Linked DNA regions of Rattus norvegicus: region 1 is linked to region 2. Evidence: chromatin contacts called from public Hi-C data. All regions are on one chromosome and are shown on one strand. Each heading gives the region's core, a stretch centred on a gene start, on an enhancer-like site or on the middle of the called end of the contact. The rest is flanking DNA. Distances are from core to core; before and after follow the strand shown.

Evidence for each region. A called contact is a pair of places that touch in the nucleus more often than the background predicts.
Region 1: a Hi-C map of the A7r5 cell line shows a contact between it and region 2, with 2.3 times the contacts expected there. The contact joins the promoter of Slc12a2 here to the enhancer-like site in region 2. A contact is called at or near these places in 3 of 12 Hi-C or Micro-C datasets (the A7r5 cell line, Schwann cells and frontal cortex).

Annotation. Positions count from the first base shown.
Region 1 is chr18:53,543,349-53,547,743 of GRCr8, forward strand. Slc12a2 (solute carrier family 12 member 2) reads left to right here and starts at 2,985. Exons shown (of 27, transcript NM_031798.2): 1 at 2,985-3,840. The coding sequence starts at 3,112.
Region 2 is chr18:53,489,885-53,494,607 of GRCr8, forward strand. No RefSeq gene overlaps it. Among named protein-coding and RNA genes, the nearest start is that of Slc12a2, 54 kb to the right of the region's middle. Within about 2 kb of position 1,532, at least 34 of the 93 cell types and tissues checked have an H3K27ac peak or open chromatin away from gene starts, as enhancers often do.

The DNA.
Region 1 (4,395 bases), core at 1,735-4,234, 55 kb after region 2:
AAGCTTCACTATTTATCAATTGCCCGGGCCAGCACCCTTGGGTTTTCACTCTGTATCCGTCTGCAAATGCTACTCTCTCCCTTACCATGACTCATCTAACCACCTACCCCCCTTTCTACTACGCACTACCATGGCCAAAGCCACACTGTCCGATGAGGGCCTGATCTAATACACCTTTACACATTGCTCTTTCTTTGTCTCTGCCACCTCTTTGTCTACAGAAGGTCCATTGGTCCTCTATGTTGGTAACGTAGGGGGACAAATCTGCTGTTTGGTAATACTGAGGGATCACTGTAGGATGTAGGTGCTCAAACCTAAATGGTTCACACCATACCATCCATGGGTTATACTCAGCCTATTTATCCTAGGCAACAAAAATGCACAACATGTCAATGAACAGAACGCCCCAGGCTTAATATAAGGTTGTGTGTGGATCCAAACAGAAAAAGTACAATAAAACAGGGATATAAATTTCTTTCAGCTCCATCATTGACCTTGCATGACAGCTTTCCTGAAGCATCACTAAGTTGGACACACTTTTGTTTTTTTTGGGTTTGGAGACAGGTTTCTCTGTGTAGTCATGGCCATCCTGGATCTTCTACAGACCAGTCTGGCCTTGAACTCACAGAGATCTGCCTGCCTCTGCCTCTTGAATGCAGGGATCAAAGGCATGTGCCGCCATCTGCCAGTCACTGAGCATAATTCTACATGGAAGATGCTCTTCCTGCGGAAGGATCCTGGACTCTTCAATGATTTGACAGCTGCTACGGACCGAATTATGTAGTGTAAACACTCACAGTTTAAGTCGCCTACCTCTGTTTGATTGAATTAGAAAGAAGGTTTTTCAACGGTCACTTCAAGGCCAAGTGAGCTCATAGGGATAAAACAGGGGTCAGCTCAACCGTGCCTTTATGAGGAGTCAAAGAAGCAGCAGAGTGGTGGCGCCCCTGTGGAAGGCCACACTGGTAAGGAAGCTGTCTGTAAGCAGAGTCCTCACCTGCGCCTAAGCCTTCCAGTGCCCTGGATTCAGAGATGCGGAACTGTTATTTTCTGTTGCCTAAGTCATCTGGTCTATACTAGTTTACCGAGGAAGCCTGAACTATCATTCCACACAAAGTAAAAGCCCCAGCAAGAGACTTGACACATCTCCCACATCCTCAAACTCTGACTTTCTGGCCCTCGACTCTTTTCATGTCTTGAGAAGAACCAGTCCAAATGCCTTGCATGCACTTCCACACCAGGCCTGCTCCCATGATGGTGCTTCTGCTTTCTCTACTTACAATAGATTGTTTCAACATATTTGCATAATGTACTCTCTCGCTCAACGGTTGGTCACCTCAGTGATGCCATCCTAAGGAAGATCTACCATTCCAGTCTCACACAACCCCACCCCCACCCTTAGCATCTGCTTCTGACAGATCTCTTTAGTTTATCCATTCTCAGGACACAGGGGAGCTCATAGCAGGTGTTCCGACATTTGCTAGGTAAATTAATGTTGAATTCTCACAGCCACAGATGAGCTGTATGCTGAAAGGCACACAATACAGAGATCTGTGACTAACACAGCAGTTCCCTAGTAGAAAAGCACACAGCTTTAAAAGCACACATCCTTTTTTCCCCTGGCTTCTCCTGATTTTCTGTTAATATTGGGAAAGTTCAAGGTGGGGAAGAGTCAGGGAGGGGTGTATTAGAAGCCTTGGCTGAATGACCCAATATCTGTTCTTTTCCATCTCCATCTTTAAAATACAGAAAATATAGCTGATAAATTATCAAGGGTGATTAAGATCTCCGGTGAACTGGCTGCCCCGCCTCCCCCCAACACCTTTTATTTCTGCAATTCCAGGCTCTTTGATCTTGCTTAAAGTAGTCAACAACAAGTGGTGTTTATTCCAACTATTCTTTAAACATAGAGTGAACGCAGGCATAACAGGCAATGATCAGAGGAAACTACTTGGGGTCACTCACTTTCACTTAGGTTTGGTGAGGCTGATAAAGGGGGATACTGATACTAAGTTGGAAAACAGGTGTTCCTCTATTTCCAGCGAAAACAAGCCCGCAGAGCAGGAGTGGCTTTTTGTGTTAAAATCTGAGGGAGTTCTTCAGGACCACAGCAAAAAGGAAAACTAGCAATTGTTAACACTGGCTGCTGCGGTCCCTGTATTCTAAGAACTGCGTTTCCTAACACTGAAGTTAAAAATGTCATCAAACGTCGAAATGAGGTTCCCTCCTCACCGTTTTTTTTTTTTTTTACCAGCTTTTGAAATAAAGGTGTCACCCAAGTGTTGACACACCCACCGGCATCGCGGCTGGAATTACTCTTTGGTTATGGAAATCTAAAACGCGGGCACGGAGCGGTAGAGCTGGGCGCCCGGTCAGGGTGCGCGCCGGGCTCGCCGGGAGCGAGCGTGGCCAGCGCCTCCGGAAGCGCGCGCGGGCCCAACAGGAAAGCCCCCAGCATCACCCGCAGCCAGAGCGCCGCGGGCCTGGGTACCACGCGCCCTAAGGGAAACCGCCCACAGGCCCCGCAGCATCTCGCGAGATCTCGCCGGCTCGCCCCAAGTACTGCGAGTTTAGAACTTAAAAAAAAAGGGGGAAAGGAAAAAAAAAAAGAAGCGAGAGGAGTCCACAGGGTCCGTGCAGCCGGGAGAGCATCCGCGACAGCCGGTGCGGGAGCCGGGGCTGCCGGCGGGCGGGAGGACGGAGGGAGGACGCGGAGCGGACCGCGGCGGCGGAAGGGGCGGCGGCGCGCAGGTCTGCGCGGAGACGCGTGCGGCCGCGCCTGCTCGCTGCGGTGCGGAGGCCGGCGCTCTCCAGGGTCGGCGCGCGAGGCTGGCCAGCGCAGGGCTCGGGGCGGGCTGAGGGGCGGGCTGAGCGGCCCCGCCTCCCGCGTGCTGCACCGAGCGCCGCGGCCCCGCCGCGCCTTTAAACCGCGGGGCCGGCCGCGCTCGCGGGCACTTGGCGGCTGGCGGCGAGCGTGCCGCGGGTGTGAGGCAGCGGCGCTGCGACTCTCTCTCCCCCGGCTCCTTAGTGGGAGCGCCGGCCAGGGACCCGAGCCGCGCTGTACGCAGCGTCCACCCGCCCGCTCCGCAGGTCCCCGAGCGTCGGGCGGCGATGGAGCCCGGGCCCGCGGCGCCCTCGTCTGGCGCCCCGCGGCCCGCCCGGGATGGGGACGCGCCGCTGACTGCCGCCGGGGTGGACCTGCCCGGCACGGCCGTACTCTCCGGTCGAGAGGATGCTACCGCTGGGAGCCAGGCCGGCGGCGGGGTGCGCGGAGAGGGAACCCCGGCCGCTGGCGATGGGCTGGGCAAACCTCTGGGGCCCACCCCCAGCCAGAGCCGCTTCCAGGTGGACCCGGTTTCCGAGAACGCCGGGCGGGCCGCGGCTGCTGCAGCTGCAGCGGCGGCTGCGGCGGCTGCCGGGGCAGCGGGCAAGGAGACCCCCGCGGCTGGGAAAGCCGGCACTGAGAGCGGCGTGGCCAAGGGCAGCGAGGAAGCCAAGGGCCGCTTCCGCGTGAACTTCGTGGACCCGGCTGCCTCCTCGTCGGCGGACGACAGCCTGTCGGATGCGGCGGGGGTCGGTGGCGACGGGCCCAACGTGAGCTTCCAGAACGGCGGGGACACGGTGCTGAGCGAGGGCAGCAGCCTGCACTCGGGTGGTGGCAGTGGACACCACCAGCAGTACTACTATGACACCCACACCAACACCTACTACCTGCGCACCTTCGGCCACAACACCATGGACGCGGTGCCCAGGATCGACCACTACCGGCACACGGCCGCGCAGCTGGGCGAGAAGCTGCTCCGGCCCAGCCTGGCAGAGCTCCACGATGAGCTGGAAAAGGTGAGCTCGCCCAGACCTTCCTCCCTCCCCATGCCCTGGCGCGTGCTGGCCTCAGGATGCAGCCGCTGACTCTCCCTTGGTGAGGTGGCAGCGCAAGACCCAAGGAACGACTCGCTGGCATCTCTGGATTCAGCTGTCAAGTGTGGAATTGCAGCGGAATGTAACTTAATCCTTCAAAAGTTTGCAGCGGGTTTGGCCGGTTATGTGATACAGCGGAGGCAGCACTTAGCGGCCTCTCCCAATCAGTTATATATCTTGTATACACTGTCTTTTGCACCCAGTGCCACCTCGCTGGGTTACACATGTTAGGGACCAGCGAAGAGAGTGTGGAAGAAGTTTAGAAAAGGCTCTGTTGAGACAGGGTGGAGAGAACCTACTGCCTACCATCTGGGTCCTTTTTAGATTGTAGTGTATGGCTTCTGTATATCCATTAGAGGTCCTGAGTGGAAAGGTTGGTGTTTGAAGGAAAGCTCTAATAGCATGTGTTTGTAGTCTATTAATTATTAAAGCTCAGTTTTTGCAATCCTAAATATGCAGAGGGCTATAGAAATCTTT
Region 2 (4,723 bases), core at 282-2,781:
ATAGCTTTCATCAGATTCTCAAAAGGATCCAAGACTCATCAACATCTTTCAATTAGCTTATATTGTTGTACAGAATATTGTATCTTTACTGTGCATGCTGAACACCCTTTCTACCCACAGGGCTTCTTTCTTGGAGGATGTGGAAATCTAACCTTTGGCTGTTGGTTTCCTGTGTCACTTTTCTTTCTCCAGACTTTTCAGCTCTCACAATCTCCTTTAGGTGATTGTGAGATTCCTCCCATCTTCCTTACGAATAGAGTCTAATCTTCTAGTTTATAACGCTTTTCCTTCACTGAGTCACAGAGAGACACCTTCTTACCCAGACCCTGAGTACATTCCACTACAGTTCTTAACACAACTCAGTCAGCAGAATTCTGTTCTTTGGCTCATGGCTTTTTCCGCAACAGATGATGTCAAGCTTAAAGGCAGCATGTATTGTCCGTGAGTGGTTGGTCCCTTCTAGGTCCGTGGTTATTTATCTGCTTCTTATTTGTAGCGCCAATAGTAGAGGCTGTGTACCAATTCCTGTCTGCAGCTTAAACATCCCCCTATCTGCATTGCGATACACCCTGCATTGCTGGTCTCTTCCTTGTATCTGCGGTTTCCAATGATGTGGTCATTAGTCCTGTTGCTGTCCTTCATTCTCTTTCTCCACTGCATTGTTTACTTCACGGATGCTGCATTATCTCCCCTTCAGTCTATGCCGCTTCCTGCCCTCCTCCCCAGTTCACACCTTCAAAGTGAATTTTACTAAGACTAAGGTTTCATCCTTTGATTTAATTATTTTTGACACCGTGTTCTCTAAACAAAACAATGTCTAAATCTTTATATATAATTTTACGATCTAGCATATCTTTTAACAGCAATTACAACCACACTTCTCTGAAACTAATAACAACAGATGGCCCATGTAAGGGTATTTATAGTTCTATGTGTTTTTATTTCATTTTATTTTTTCCAGACAGGGTTTCTCTGTTTCCAGTAGCCCTGGATGTCCTGGAACTCACTCAGTAGACCAGGCCAGCTTTGAAGTCAAAGACCCGCCCCCGCCTCCGCCCCCGGCTCCGCCCCCGCCCCCGCCCCCGCCCCCGCCTCCGCCTCCGCCTCCGCCTCCGCCTCCGCCCCCGCCCCCGCCCCCGCCTCCGCCCCCGCCTCCACCTCCGCCTCCACCTCCGCCTCCACCTCCCGAGAGCTGGGATTAAAGGTTTGTCCTACCACCACCCAGCCTCTAGAGTATTTCAAAAAAGCCAACAACTCCATGATTGACAGAAACGAAACGAAACAAAACACAGTGGTGAAAAGCAAGCCTCTGGAAGTGGTTCAGCTAATAACTATCTTGTCTTGGGAAGCCTTTAGAAGCATCTTTCTCACCTATAAAACTAGGCGAGTAGTGCTTTATTGGTTCTCTGTGGTGATCGCAGAGGATGATGGATGCTTCAGGATTCGGTGATGGTGCCAAACAACTTTCCCCCCCTTTTTGTCTTCATATCACCATCGGCTCCCCACAAACCTTGTAAATCCCATCCTTGTCTTCACCAGCTCCCTTATACTCACCTTTTACTTCTTAACACCCATCACCCGTATTGATGTTAAATAAATTAATTTCATCACGTCAATTACATTGAGTTGATAGAAAAGACACTAAATGTACATCCCTTGGTACACGATCTTTTGTCTTGCCCTCTTTACCGCAGGCTGAAAGAGTTCCCCTGTGGTAAACTGGGCATGGTAGTGCACACTCTAACCCTAGACAGGAAAAACTCAAGTTAGCCATAGTTGGACCTTGCCTGAGGGGAAAGGGGAGGGAGGAAGAGGGAGGGAGAAAGAGAGAGGATATCTCATGAATTTTAGAATGCTAGACTCTAATCTCAGAGTCAATCCAAACAATGGAACCTTTGTTAGAGAGCCAAGTTAGAGAGAGCTCTCTCGTATCCATTCACACCAGTTGTTATGGTGATTGCCTCTGGGTACCACAGACACATTCCAGTTCAAGATCTATTTTTATACGGCTGTTCTGAGGATCTGCAGACACCTGTCTCATTTAGCGGCTAGAATATTTAAGCACCATGATCCATTTAAAATAACAGATAAGCCAGCCATGGTGGCATATTTTAAGCCAGGAATTTTATTACCGAAGACTAAGTTTTCCTTTATTCCAAGGGCGTCTTTGTACTACTGCATCCAAAGCCAAGAAAATACAACCCGTCTCTAAACAAAATCAGATGGAGGAAGGCGGGGATTCGTCTAACCATGAAAGAAAAAGAAATCTCCTGCTCTTCTATTGCTGCTCCTTAAATTAGGAAAGAGAAGATGTGGGAAGCTGGGTGTGTGTTCCATGCCTACAGTCCCAGTACTCTAGAGTCTGAGGCAGAAGGATGGCGATGTCAAGGTCAACTAGGGCTATAGAACCAGATCATTTCTCAAGAAAAAGAGTTGGTCTAGGGATGGGGAGAAAGGATTAGTGAGGACACTGAGCCATGCTTAGGGTACTTTCTATGCACATATGGCAACATCAAAATTCATGTACAGTATATGATGATAAGATTTTCCACAGTGTTTTGTCTGTCTGTCTGTCTGTCTGTTTCTTCAAACAGGTTCTCACTCTGTGTCCCGGGCTGGCCTGGGACTTACTATGAAGCCCAGCAATTCTGTCTCCCATCTATCTGTCTCCACTGTCCCAGTGCTGGGATCATAGGCATAAACAACCAAATCCAGACAAGAAAGAAAAACGTTGCTCATATGTAAAAAACTGGATTCTGCCTCCTTTTATTTTCAAGTTCTGCAGCCTGAAGGCCAATTTAAGTCACCCAACTGAGTCAGTGTATGTTTTATCCTTCCATTTGCTGGAAATGAAGTCCCGGTTTGCTTTGGTTTGATCGCAGTGGTTTCTTTACTGTCTAATAGAGCACTCTTCATCTTCCGTATTCCTGACTTTTTCCATATTCTTCAATCCATAGTCCTGATTGTTTCTAGCATGCCTCTCATAATTTGGCCTGGATCTAGACATAAATACCTCTTTTATTATGTTTTGTACAGATGTGTCTTTGAGTGGGTGACATAAATGTGTTTACATGTTTACATGTGTATATATGTGTGTCCAGGTAATTGTATACATACAAGCATATGCATGTGGAAGTCAGAAACTGTTGTTCAGTATCTTCCTCATTTTCCACCTTAGGTGCTGGTTTTATTGGGGGGGGGTGTTTCCTTTTATGACAGGGCCCCTTACTGAATCTGGAACTTGATGGTTAGCCTAGACTATTTGTCAGCAACCCCCAGGGCTCCTCCTATGTCTGCAACCCCACTTTGGGATTACAGGTGTGCACTGCTGCACCTGGATTTTTATACAGATGCTGAGTCTCCAAACTTAAGTCTCCATGTCTTTGTGGCAAGCACTTTACTGACTGAGCCATCTTCCCAGCCACCTTCGCCCTTTTAATAACACATTTGACTTTGAGAGGACTTGGTACACATGCTTCTCTGTCCTTTAGCAAATTTCTCTTGTCAAGGAATAGATAACAAAGAGGTCTAGGAAGCCATGAAATAGATGTCCAGGCTACAGGAACACGGGGTGAAAGGACACCAGCCACCTGAAAGAGACTGAGTGGGGAAGAGACAAACAGGCACGGCTTTGTGTAAAGCTTCACTATGTGGACAATCAAAGGGATTTGGGTGCTTTAGGGTAATTGAGACAGGGTCTCACTACAGCAAAGGCTGGTCTGGAAGTGGACATGCTCTTGCCTCTGCCTCCTAAATGCTAGGATTATAGGATACCACCAGCATAGCTTACTACGGTTGTTAGAAACAGTCTATTATAGGATTTGTGTATTAAGAGAATCTTAAAAATAAAATGACACGTCACAGATTTATTACACGACACAATGTCACAGATTACACGAATGCCTTATTATGAATCTTTTATGGGACATAAAAATGAACTTATCTTCCGGAGGGAAGACAGAATTGTCAGTTGGATGGCAACATGGTGAATAATTCAGTGGAAGCAGGGAATGTCAGTGCTTGACTTAGCCTTGACACCTTCACAAGGGCAGGGGAAATTTATCTGTTGCCTGTAAGATTTCCTGGGTTCTACTGAGAAAACTCACCCACCAGACAGAGTGAACATTTAGCACCTTATTCCTAAATAAAGACTTAAGAATTCAACAGTAGCTTATTAAATAATTTGCATTCACTGCCTAAATACAAACATACTTGTTTTTTTAAAAAAATTAGCTATCTTCCTTATGATTAAATTCTTTTTTTATTGGATTTTTTAAAATTTACATTTCAAATGTCATCCCCTTTCCCGGTTTCCCATCCACAAACTCCCTATCCCATCCCCCCTTCCCCTGCTTCTATGAGGTTGTTCCTCCTCCCACCTATCAACCCACCCCTTTCCACCTCCCGACCCTGACATTCCCCTACATTGCGGTATAGAGCCTTTGGCAGGACCAAGGGTTAGTCCTACCATTGATGCCCAACAAGGCCATCCTCTGCTACATATGTTACTGGAGCCATGGGTCTGTCCATGTAGACTCTTTGGATGGTGGTTTAGTCCCTGAGAGGTCTGGTTGGTTGGTATTGTTGTTCTTATGGGGTTGCAAGCCCCCTCAGCTCCTTCAATCCTTTCTCTAACTCCTCCATTGGGGACCCTGTTCTCAGTTCAATGGTTGGCTTGGAGCATCTGCCTCTGTACTTGTCATGCTCTGGCAGAGCCTCTCAG